Linked DNA regions of Mus musculus: all the other regions are linked to region 2. The links are chromatin contacts, called in public Hi-C and promoter capture Hi-C maps. All regions are on one chromosome and are shown on one strand. Each heading gives the region's core, a stretch centred on a gene start, on an enhancer-like site or on the middle of the called end of the contact. The rest is flanking DNA. Distances are from core to core; before and after follow the strand shown. Region 1 holds the start of Calm3 (calmodulin 3). Region 2 holds the start of Hnrnpul1 (heterogeneous nuclear ribonucleoprotein U-like 1). Region 3 holds the start of Sympk (symplekin).

Region 1 (3,884 bases), core at 1,047-3,546, 8.8 Mb after region 2:
GGGTTCTATAAGAGAGCAGGCTGAGCAAGCCAGGGGAAGCAAGCCAGTAAAGAACATCCCTCCATGGCTTCTGCATCAGCTCCTGCTTCCTGACCTGCTTGAGTTCCAGTCCTGACTTCCTTTGGTGATGAACAGCAGTATGGAAGTGTAAGCCGAATAAACCCTTTCCTCCCCAACTTGCTTCTTGGTCATGACGTTTGTGCAGGAATAGAAACCCTGACTAAGACAGACCCTTTCTTCCCCCAAGCTGGTTTTAGAAATGGCCTCTATTACAGAAATAGAAACCAAACTAAGATACCCTGACTCAAAAAAAGAGAGAACACATTTTAATGTCATTAAGTCTGTGGTTCTCAACTTTCCTAATGCTGCAAAAACCCCATACAAGTACTGGGGACTCCAAATCATAAAATTATTTCATTGTGGGCTGGAGATACTGTTCTGAGATTAAGAGCACTGACTGCTCTTCTGGAGGTCCTGAGTTCAATTCCCAGCACCCACATGGTGGCTCACAACCATCTGTAATGGGATCTGGTGCCTTCTTCTGGCCTGCAGGCATACATGCAGACAGAGCACTGTGTGTAATAAATAAATAAAAATCTTTTAAAAAATTGTTTGATTACTAGTTCAAACCTGTAATTTTGCTACTGTTATGAGTCATTATGTAAATATCTGATATGCAAGATATCTGATATGCAAGCCACAAGGGGGTCAAGACCTACAGGTTGTAAATCTCAGTTTACAGGTTGCAGACATTTAAACCAATGTCAACAAGATCCTCCCTCCTCTCTGCCTCTGCTCTATCAGTTTTATTTCCTTCTGCACTAGACACATTTTCTTTCCTGAGAGCAGATTTAAGAGATGTCCACAGGCGGCATTTACAGAAAGACTATATTCTCCCAGTCTCTCCCTCCCCACCAAAAAAAAAAAAAAAAAGTTTTCTGACCCTAGAAGTTCTCTCTCTCTCTCTCTCCCCCCACCCCCCTTCTCTGTCAGTTCTTGCCCTGGAGTGTCGATGCATGCCTTTGATTCTGAAGGCCAACCAGGGCTCAGGGCTACACAGTCTCAATAAATAAATAAATAAATAAATAAATAAATAAATAAAGGAAGGAAGAAAATGCCAACTCCCATCCTATACGAGGGCTCTGTACAGTAATGTACAGTATATACACTATGGTATACAATACAGTTGTCTCAGGTGCCCTTAGCAACAGTTCTTTTTCTTTCTGTGCCTGGAATCCCTAGAATAAGAAGTGAGTCACACTGTCTAGGTGACAAGAGAATGGTTGAGAAGTGTGATGTCACCAGCACAGCCCGGCACCAGATCTGTGCAGACAGCAGTGCCCAATTCATGTTTAATTGGCTGAATGAGTGAATGAATGAATGAATGAATGAAAACATTCTGCATCCAGAGATTGTTCTGGGTACAGATCCTGAGATCAAGAGTCAAGTCCAGATCCCCACATGTTGCTTTTGTGCGTGTTTTAGATTTGTGTTTGTTTGTTTGTTTGAACTTATTTATACAGCGCGCATGTGGAAGTCCGAGGACAATTCTTTGTGGAAGTCTGTTCTCCAAACCACCACGTGAGTTCCGGTGATCGAACTCACAGTTTCTAGCTTGCCTGCAAGCGCCTTCACCCACTCAGCCATCCCAGCAAATTGTACGCGTAGAGGGTGGAACCTTCAGGAGACCAGCGGAACCTTGAAGAGCCAACCACTGTGAAGAGCCGGTTCAGGCCAGGCTCCTAGACCCCACGATTTTGGATTAAACCATCTTGTATCTGCTCAAAGGGAGAGAGAAGAAAGTCCTTCTGCTTCTTCCCCCAACCCATTTTTATTTCCGAGCCATAGAGACAACGTATTTGCTTCTCCAACATCCACCCTGTTTCCGTCTTAGCCCCTCTATTCCTCGCGGCTCCACAGAGCCACACAGGTCGTGCTGCCCCCCGCACACCGCGCGGTGGCTCGCCCCAGTTTGACGCATTGCAGGGAAGGCCGGACCAATCGGAGTTGCGTTCTCATTTCCGCCACGAGGCGGGTCCAATAGCGGCGTGGCTCACACAGAGACGTGTCACTCTCCGTAAACCGGTGCCCTTCCGCCAGAGAGGAAAGCGGAGCGGATGCAAGGGGCCGAGAGCGCCGAGAGCGAAAGTAGTCCCCGCGGTGGGGAACGCGCGTGCGCGTGCCCGTGCGGCAGCAGATTCGCTGGGCTCTGTGGAAGGGGCGAGCCGCACGAGCCTGACGCGAAGGGATCCGTAGGAAGCCGCAGTGCAGCGGGAGCGCGCGAGCCGTCTGGGGCGGGGCCGGGCGAGGCGGGGCGCGCGCGGCGGCCGTTGAGGGACCGTTGGGGCGGGCGGCGGCGGCGGTGGCGCGCGCTGCGGGCAAAGAGTGTGGAGGCGCGGACGCGCGGCGGAGCTCGAGCTGCTGCAGCTGCTGCCGCCGCCAGAGTAACCTCGATCCCCGAGCTCCGGATACCGGTGCCTCGCCATGGTGAGTGAGGCGGCTGAAGTCGGGTGGAGACCCCCCCATCCCGGAGATGGCGAGCGAACCCTGGGAGGGAGAGGCCGGGCCCCTCGGGACCTCCCATGCGGCCCTTGGGACTTCTAGAAGCGGTTTTAGCAGCAGATGGAATTGGTAGGACCCCCAAACAGACAGTCTGAGGCTTCAAATGAGGAGCTCCAGGACATCCCCACCCCCGCCACCTCCCAGGCAGCATTCGGATCCCTCTCCGGGCGATTGGTTTTAGAATCACATCTACCCGGTCCCCGGGAGGAGGAAATAGGAAACGCCGGCGATGAAGGCTTTGGGTCCTGGAGGAATGCAGGAGGCTGCTCCTAGAGGGGTGGCTGTGGGTAGCGGAGAGGGGGACCGGTCGGTTCCTAGGGAGTGTTCTGCAGAGAGGATAGATGGGGATCCTGGGTCACTTGTGCACTGTAGACCCCGGTGGGGGAGGGGTCTCCAAGGACAAGCATTGCCAAGAGGAGGAGGAAGAGGAGAAGGGTCAGGTGCAGGCTGAGGTAAGGAGGAGCCCGAGGTGGGTGGCAGCAGAGGCTAGAAGATGCTCTTGGAGCCTGTGAGGACCCAGAAGGGGACTGAGGAGAGTTGGGGGTCGCAGAAATGTTTTTAAAGGAGTGGGGATGTGATCACGGGTAGTGTGGGGAACCAGGGAGCCTTGTGGAGAACTTGGTTGGGGGTAGCTAGGAAGGATTCTGAGGTCTAGGTTGTTGCACTAGAAAGAGAGGTTGGGGTTTGTAAGGCGTGTTTTGTTTGGGTCAGAGAAAAAACGGGGTTTCCAAGGTGAGGGCTAGGGAAGGACTTGAGTTTGGGTGGTGGGGGTGAGGTTGGACAGCCTTCTAGAGAAGTGTAGGAGACAATGAATGGTGGCTGAGGTAGGACTAGGTTTAGAGGTGGGTGTCTCCGGGGAAAGGTCCCGACACAAAGGCTGATGACTCGGGCTTGGTCATGGGCTGCAGCAGAGGACCTGAAGGAGTAGCTGTGTGCTCCCTTTGCCTTGGCAAGAATGGGGCTGGGCCAGGCTGAAGGCACTGAGGCAGTGGGAGCAGGTGGGCGGAGTTGTTCAGGGCCCTATTGCGCACTGAAGCTGCATGATACAGGACTGGGGTCAAAGTTTGGGGTGCATCAAATGATGGCTAAGCCAGGAAGCTTGGCCCCCTCATTGTCCCTTCCAGGCTAGGAGGGCTGCCTTTCTCCTCCAGCTTCATGCACCTGCTTCTCCTCACTGTGCCAAATGACAGCGCAATACAGTACCGTTTGGGTCAGTGACAGATGCCCAGTTCCATCCCTCAGGGCGGGGGCTGCAGTGCTTGTCCAGAGAAGACCTCCAAGGACCCTCTCGTTGACTCAAGGGCCACTTGTTCTTTCCAGGC
Region 2 (3,858 bases), core at 391-2,890:
AGATCCGAGTCTTCACTTTTTCCTAGTCTGTGACTACTACCATTTCAAGAACCCTATGCGGCGCCCGGTCGCCCCCCGGTGGTGGTTCCTGAGAACTGGGTACAGTTCAATCCGGGCCACAAAGTTTTTTTTTTTTTTTTTTCTTTCAAAAAACAAATCATTGTGGTCAGCTGGGAGGAGAGAGGAAGTCCGACGTGGGCGAGGGGCGGGGTGTCTGGACTGGAACCTCGGGCCCACGTGAGTGTCTGTCCCGCTGCTGAGTGGGTGCTGTGTGTCTAGGTTGCTGTGGTGTGAGCTTGTAGCGTGAACTGTCTTAGCTGAGCTTTGTCGCACGATGCTGCATGCTTGTGCCACACCTACACTGCCGTTTGAAGTCTTATCCTGAATTGATGCTTTTGGCCTGTCACGCCTATTCATTTATTGTGGGATGTTTGCGTGTGTCTAATAGAGAGTGTTTGTGGCTTTTGTTGGGAGTTAAGGCTATAGATGTCGGTGCACATTTGCGTTGTGCGTCTCGGTGTTATTTCACTAAGTTTTTGTCTTCTGAGCAAAGGGCGACAGGTGTATGGATTAACACAACCTGTCGTAATTACGGATTCTCGTGTGCGAATTGGTCAGAGTAGACACAGCAAGATTGAGGTTGAGCAACAACGGTTTAATGGATTCGAGATGGAAAGCCGCGAACTTCTGCAGCTATGCCCAGAGCGGGAAGGCTCTATGGTTGCGTGCAGAGTGGCTTGTCTAGCAACCATAGAGAAAGCGCCCTGGGAGGTTGTGCATCAAAGGGAGGGGTGCGATTTACCACACAACTTTTCTCCCGTTGTTAGCCTAGCCCCTGCTTTCAACCCTTCAGCGCTCTCCAGGACCAATTTTGTTGTTGTTGTTTCTCATAAAGGCAACTGGGTTTCTAACAAACGATGAGTAACAGATCCACTTGATTTTCATTCCGTATTATACCCTGCTGTACGGAGAACTTTGAGAGGCAAGCCTCTCAAGAATGGCCAATCTAGTTCGCTTTTTCTAAAGCGCTCAAGCTCTGGCAGTGGTGAAATATAACAGTAACTGCGATTGGCGAACAGGTTGTTTTGAAACCGCCCTAACGGCAAGGGGCGGGGCCTCGGTGAATTAATCTCCTTCCGGTTCCCGAAAGGCAACAGGAAAGACGAGGGTTGGCCGGCCTCTTCCCGCCGCATTTGATTGGTTGTGGTGGTTTTACCCGCTTGGCCTCCGCGAGGGGGCGTGAGATGAAGACCAGTTAGAATGTGTTTTACAGAGAGTCTGAGGGAAGCACGGCGCGGAGAGACTGGGCGGTTGTTCTGAGATCTGGCTGCTAATGGCTCCAAGTCGTTACTCCCTTTCCTTCATTTGACTGTACCGCAGCGGGCGCGCGAGCGCTACCCAATCAGCGCTTGCTCCGCCTCTCGCCTTTTCCCGCCCTCCACTCTGGCCGCGACTTCAACGTAGGCTAACGCTTCCTCTTAGGCAGCTCCTGAGCCCTCTAGTACCGTTCTTTTGAAAGCCACACTGTGATTGGCTTGGTTCCCGGGCCCGCGCCCGTTGCCCCATGCGCTGACCAATTGAGACTCGTTTTACATCGTACGGTCCGGGCAAGGGGGAGGAGGCGGCGGCGGCCATCTTGAGCCGCCGCCGCCATTGGAGTGGCCCCCCCTTTTCCCCCTTCGCCTCCTGACAGGCAAGGTTTAGGGGGGACAGAGCCCTGGGAGGCCGGGCCAGGCTCGGGGGCCGCCCCGGGGGCCCGGGCCATGGATGTGCGTCGCCTGAAGGTGAACGAACTTCGCGAGGAGCTGCAGCGCCGCGGCCTGGACACTCGCGGCCTGAAGGCCGAGCTTGCTGAGCGGCTGCTGGCGGCGCTAGAGGCCGAGGAGCCCGAAGACGAACGGGAGCTCGAGGCTGACGACGATCCGGGGTTACCTGGGCACAACAACGAGGAGGTCGAGACCGAGGGGGGCTCCGAGCTGGAGGGGACCGCGCAGCCACCGCCGCCCGGGCTGCAGCCGCACCCGGAGCCCGGCGGCTACTCGGGGCCGGACGGACATTGTGAGAGTGCGCGGGGCGGGGGACCGGGGAGCCTGGAGTCCGGGCCGAGGACGGGCTGTGGGACGCGGGAGCTCGACTCCACAGAGATCCAGGAGATGGTCTGAGGAGCCAGGGATCCTGCCACCTGCCGTTGTAAAGGATCTGCGGCCAGGGCCTCGGGGCAGCCTGAGGGCGGATCCTGGCCTTCGGTGCAAGGAAAACCGTGTGGAGGGGGATGGATTTTATTTTAAGGCGACCAGGGTCCTAGCGGGCGGGCGGGGAGGATTTTATATCCTGGGATTCGGAGACTGGAAACTGCTTTGGGGTTCTGTTTTGTGGCTTTGAGTTGGAAAAAGTCGGAAGAACTAGACGTTTTAGGGAAAGGGGTGTCGGGGGGCGGCGTCTTGGAAAATGAGAGATTCTAGCCGAGCGGTGAGCTGACAGCTTGGGGTAGCCATGCTAGTCCACCGTTTGGGCTGAGTCTCAAAAGCTGGATTTTCAGGTAGCGGAAGAATGGCCTAGGGTGCAGGTCAGGGAGAATTTTAAGGGTAGAAGATCTTTGATTTTCTTCACGGATGGGATAAGATCTGCTTAGTGCTGGGGGTGGACTGGCACTTTGGACCTACGGGTGTCCAAGGCTGGGAAGAGTCTCCCAAAACATGGACTGAACTCTCCAGTGTGTGCCAGGTGGCCTTTTAGGAGGTAATGAAAGACCAGCAGATTTGGAAACCCCTATCCCCAACTCCTACATTTCCTCGAGGTTACAGGGTCAACCTTGAGGGCAGGTACAACTTGTATGTTTGGTACTGGGAGGTCTAGGCTATCTAGTTGGCTTCCAGAGGAGATTTGGGATCTAAATGGTGACAAGAAAGGACAGAATCTTCTCATGGACAAAGAAACTAGAGGGCCTAGAATTGGAAGGACTCAGGTTAGTACTCTGTGGTTTCTGCTGAGTGGCCTTGCATTCTTAACTATGGGTAGTTTTTGAAACAGGAGTTGTGGGGAATGAGTTGGTAACTCTGGTGGGACCCTTGTGTGTGCCAGGGATCATGTGGCTAGTCTAGCAGGTGTGGGGGAGGGAAGTGTGGAGGGTATGAAAAAGAAAGAAAACCTGTTGCTTTGGCTGGGGGCCTCATGATGAAGCAGAGGGAGTATTCCTTTCCAAGAGAGGGCTCCTGAGTCCCCAGAAATAGTTACTTGTATGCTCAGGGAGATGGGGTGCTCAGGGAATATGGGGGAACTTGATCTGCCCAAAGTGTCTCTAGTTAGGATTGGCATCAAAGAGCAGTCCTTTGAGTAAAGGAGACCCTGGTATGAGAGGGAATTTGGAACCAGACACAGTGGTGTCCAAGACTTAGAGTGTTTTTCTGAGAAGGCACTGTGGAGTTTGGGACTAAACAGTAAAAAGAGAGAAAAAATGAGTCCTCAAAAGAGTCTTGGGATTGGCATTGCTACTCAATTGTTCATAAGAAGTTGGATCCTGTAGAGGGGCCACCCTAGATGTAGAGTGTTAGGGATTACCCTGTGCTGGCAAGTCTTCCATGGACAATTCCCTGCTAAGAAGGGAGGAGTGGCCTGTGAATGTATCCAGAGCTGAGAAACCCTGGCAAGAAAGGCTTGTGAAAGAGCCGAGAGGATGCTGCCCTTAACCTTGCTTCTAGCAAAAGGGTCCTGGGAAAGAGAGTTGGATGCTTCAGAACCAACTGTAGACTTCTTGAAATCAGCAGATCATTGCCCCTCTGAGCCTGGTCTCCTTGTAAAATGGGAATGGTAAGACTGTCCTCCTAGAGTTGATAGTCATGAGATCGTGTGTTTCAAGGG
Region 3 (3,792 bases), core at 1,126-3,625, 6.7 Mb after region 2:
TCAAGGCCTCCACCTCCCTCTGGCCACCCTGCTGTCAGCTGGCCTCTTCTGCCCCCAGAAGAGGGCCTCCTTAGTGAGGCCTTCCCTACTCCAAATGTACACACACACACACACACACACACACCCCACATCCAATGCATTCCTTTTGTTCCATGCTTCTGACCATTGCCATGCCACATGTCTGTTCATTAAGCCAAGGGGCATGGCCACATGACATACCACACTGCTCCTGGAACCAGAACATAAGGAACTCCACCCTCCTTCTGGATGATACACCAAGAACCAGCAAAACTCCCCTTCCTCTTTAATCTTCTGGGCTTTGTTTTGTCTTGAGTATATATTCCTATTTCTCTTTTTTGTTTTTCTTTTTTTCTTTTTTTAATTAGTAAAATGGATGTTCAGCTGCCTATCGGTATCAGAAATTGACCCCCAGGACTCCCTTCATATCAAAAATCAGGCCGTAAATTAAAACAGCACTGTTTGGCCAGATAGGGTGACATACCCCTTTAATCCCAGCACTCTGGGCAGAGGTAAGACGCTCTCAGTTTGAAACCCATCTGGAGTCGCTGGAAGAAAGAAAGAAAGAAAGAGAGAGAGAGAGAGAGAGAGAGAGAGAGAGAAAGAGAAAAGGGGTGGGGGAGAAAGAAAGCCAGGTGCTGGTACACACCTTTAATACCAGTTACTTGGGAGGCAGAGGCAGACGTAGCTCTACAAATTCAAGACCAGCTTGGTCTGCCAAGTGAGTTCCAGGACAACCAAGGCTACAAAGAGAAACCTGGAGGTAGTGGCGGTGGAGGAGGAGGAGGTGATGGATGAGGCACTGTTGGGCTGGGCACATAGCTCACTTGGTATTCAGGTTTTTACTATGCACAAAGCCCCATGCTCCATTCCCAGTGTGTTCAAGTGCTACACAGACCTTCTAGCATACTGTTATCATCTCTTAGGCTGTGCTAGCTGGGGAACTCAGGGCTTGTATAGTAAGAGCACTTGTGTGCCAAGTAACTTTGTAATCCCCCTGCCCCAGTCTCTTAACTAGGTCTGTGTCATCAAGTCTGGCTTAAATCACCTCCAGATGACCTAATTCAACATACAATGTAAACAACGTTGTTACATTGTATTGTTGAGGGAGGATGTAAAATTTTAAAGTCAGTGTAAACCATTTTCCTGACTATTTCAATCTTAAGATTGGCTGAATCCACGCATGTGAACTTCCAAGACAAGCTGATGGTCAACTTTATAGAAACTATTTTCTATTTCACTTTTTTTTCTCTTAGTAAATACTGAGCTCAGTCTATTTTCCACCTTCCTTTCTTTCCACGGTTGCAAATCATTTTATTACGTAAATATAGTGATTTCTGCTAGACTTCCCACTGAAGGACAGCCGGGATGTTTGCAGTCTGGCTATCAGAAACATTAACACTGTTTTCCCCTCTCTGGTTGTGTGCTCAGCATTGAACCGCCCCTCCCACCAGGAAGTACGATGACTTTCCCGTTATCCTAAAGAGTGGATCTCCAAGTGTTTTTGTTTGTTTGTTTGTTTGTTTGTTTTTTGTATTTTCTGTATTCATTCAACGAGCATCGCCTAAGCAACACCAGTGTATGTTGGGCGCGAGCTGTGCTGGGAGGCAGGCACCAGGACACACTCTGTCCTCTCTTACACAGAGCCCAGGGTCAGGGACCTCCTCACGCAGCACACAAATAAAATCCTAATAACAAGTTCGACCACACGTGACGAGAAGGCAAGGCAAGGGGACCTAGGAGAGCCTTCAGCAGGCGGATTTGAGGAAGGAGGGAGGCAAACGGAGGTTTTGCAGGGGCAGTGACGTGGGGTGCCGAGCCCCCCAACCCCGAAGATGAAAGGGAGTTAGGCCGAAGGATAACAGCACGTTTCCAGGGCGGGGGACACTGGGGAGGAACAGCCTGTGCAAAGGCCCGGAGGTGGGAAGCTTCGCACACGGCCAGTCTGGGGAAGTGAAGGGCCCGGTGCAGCAGTGTGCGGAGCGGGGGACGAGCCAGGGCCAGGCTGGTGGCCCAGGAGGTCTGCGCGGCCACGGTGGAACTTTGGCCCCGGGGGACCGGGAAGCCAAAGAAGGCAAGGATGGGTCCCGAGCAGTGTGGGAAGAAGCGGGGGCCCGCGACCCCGCTGCTCCCGGCCCTCGCCGAGGCCCTCCCCATCGCTCGCGCCCCGGCCTTGTCAGCGCCCCCCCTCCCCCCACCCCAGGACCTCACGCCGCCACCCGCTCACCGCGACTCCGGCCTCTGTCCCCCTCGCGCCCCCTCAGCAGCGCCTCTCCGCAGACGCTGCCGCCGCCGCCATCTTCCGCCCGCCGCCGTGACACGGCGCAGGCGCTGCACTAGTAGGGCCGCCGGGAAATGGAGTCCGGCACCGCGGCCGGTCCCCGCCCCTAAGGCGTGCCGCGTCGGCAGCCGCCCGCCCTCCCCGGGCGTCCACCGGAGCGGCCGCCATTTCCGGCCTTCGAGCGCCATGCCTTCTGGGAAATGTAGTCCGCGCTGCGCAGGCGCCGGACGGAAATGGGAACGAAGGCTTCTGGGAAATGGAGTTCCCAGCGGTCCGGAGTCCCTCTCCCTAGACGGCTGGCTAACGTTGAGTGGAGAGTGCTGTGAGTGGAGTTTCTGGGTCTTAGAGGAGATCTGGTGCCTTAATGGGGTCTGAGCAGAAGCCCTGAGCCTTTCCACCGCCGACCCTGACTCTGTACGGAGCCTGCAACATTCGCAGACGTCAAAAGCCTCAGTCTTCCTGTCTGTCCAATGGGAATGTGGTTTCAGGAATCTCTGCGGGCTACTTAAACGGTGTTGTATAGGGACTTGTGGAGTCCTGAGCTCTGTCAACCTCCTTTCTTTCGTGGAAGACATGCGGGGTTCTAGAGTTTCCCTCCTTTAGCTGGAGATGATGAAACACTTAGAGGCAGAAAGATTCCCCGGCTCCCGCTCTGTTGCTCTAGGGCTTTTGGGATCAGCAGGGTGTGGCTCTCTACCCCACGCCTTGTAGTCCCCGACTCTTCATCCATCGCAAGCTTCCAGGTGCCAGGACCGAGGCTCCCAGTGCCTGAGGTCTCTCTTCTTGAGATCCCGCAGGGGGCGCCCCAATCCGAGGGCGCCGCGCTCGGGGAGGCGGGCGGGGAGCCCGGGGCGGGCCCGGGAGGGGGTGTCCCGGCTATAAAAAGTGGCTGCCTCCCAAGGCGCCTGGGCCAGCGGGACTCCCGGGCTGTGTGCCTCAGGTCGGAACTCGGGGCTAGTGCCTGTAGAGAGACCGAAGCACTCGGTTCCCCCAGGGGGGCCTCAGCCTGGGTGTGTGGGGGCGCAGGCCCCGGGGATGCTGGGCTCAGTGAAGATGGAGGCTCATGACCTGGCCGAGTGGAGCTACTACCCGGAGGCGGGCGAGGTGTGTCCTCGGGGATGGCGGAGCGGGAAATGGGGGGCAGGTGTGGGGCTTAAATGCAAGCAGGCGCTGTGGTGTGGGCCCAGGTGGGAGCAACAGACCTGAGGACACAGATTCTAGGTGTGGGAGTCGGGGGACAAGGTTTGGGAGAACGATTTAGACTGCAGATCCATGCGAAGGCTTGCTTCCAACGGAAGAAAATGTTAGCAATGAAACCTCGAAGTTATACTTGAAAGGTGTCGAGCCCCTGAGTCGAATGAACAAATTGGAGGTGGGAACCGGAGCTCTAGGGTAGAGCGATAGAGCTGGAGGACCTCGAGAAATGAGTTCTGTAGTAGAGAGGAGAAATACAGAGACTAAGAGGCATTGGTAGTCCGCAGTAAGGAAAAGTT

What was found. Promoter capture Hi-C pulls out the DNA fragments that hold promoters and counts their contacts. Hi-C and Micro-C count contacts between places; a contact is called where the count stands out from the background.
Region 1: a contact with region 2 is called in a Hi-C map of B cells, with 5 read pairs. The contact joins the promoter of Calm3 here to the promoter of Hnrnpul1 in region 2. A contact is called at or near these places in 1 of 39 promoter capture datasets (cranial neural crest), 1 of 484 Hi-C or Micro-C datasets (B cells) and 1 of 9 other capture datasets (adipose tissue).
Region 3: a promoter capture Hi-C map of the HPC-7 cell line shows a contact between it and region 2. The contact joins the promoter of Sympk here to the promoter of Hnrnpul1 in region 2. A contact is called at or near these places in 3 of 39 promoter capture datasets (the HPC-7 cell line, cranial neural crest and maxillary cranial neural crest).

The regions. Positions count from the first base shown.
Region 1 is chr7:16,922,444-16,926,327 of GRCm38.p6, reverse strand. Calm3 (calmodulin 3) reads left to right here and starts at 2,296. Exons shown (of 6, transcript NM_007590.3): 1 at 2,296-2,487. The coding sequence starts at 2,485. Gm45972 (predicted gene, 45972) reads right to left here. Exons shown (of 3, transcript NR_165470.1): 2 at 3,766-3,884; 3 at 1,810-2,888.
Region 2 is chr7:25,752,541-25,756,398 of GRCm38.p6, reverse strand. Hnrnpul1 (heterogeneous nuclear ribonucleoprotein U-like 1) reads left to right here and starts at 1,640. Exons shown (of 15, transcript NM_144922.3): 1 at 1,640-2,058. The coding sequence starts at 1,764.
Region 3 is chr7:19,022,960-19,026,751 of GRCm38.p6, reverse strand. It overlaps Sympk (symplekin), which reads right to left and starts at 2,375. Exons shown (of 27, transcript NM_026605.2): 1 at 2,246-2,375. It overlaps Foxa3 (forkhead box A3), which reads left to right and starts at 3,213. Exons shown (of 2, transcript NM_008260.2): 1 at 3,213-3,403. The coding sequence starts at 3,335.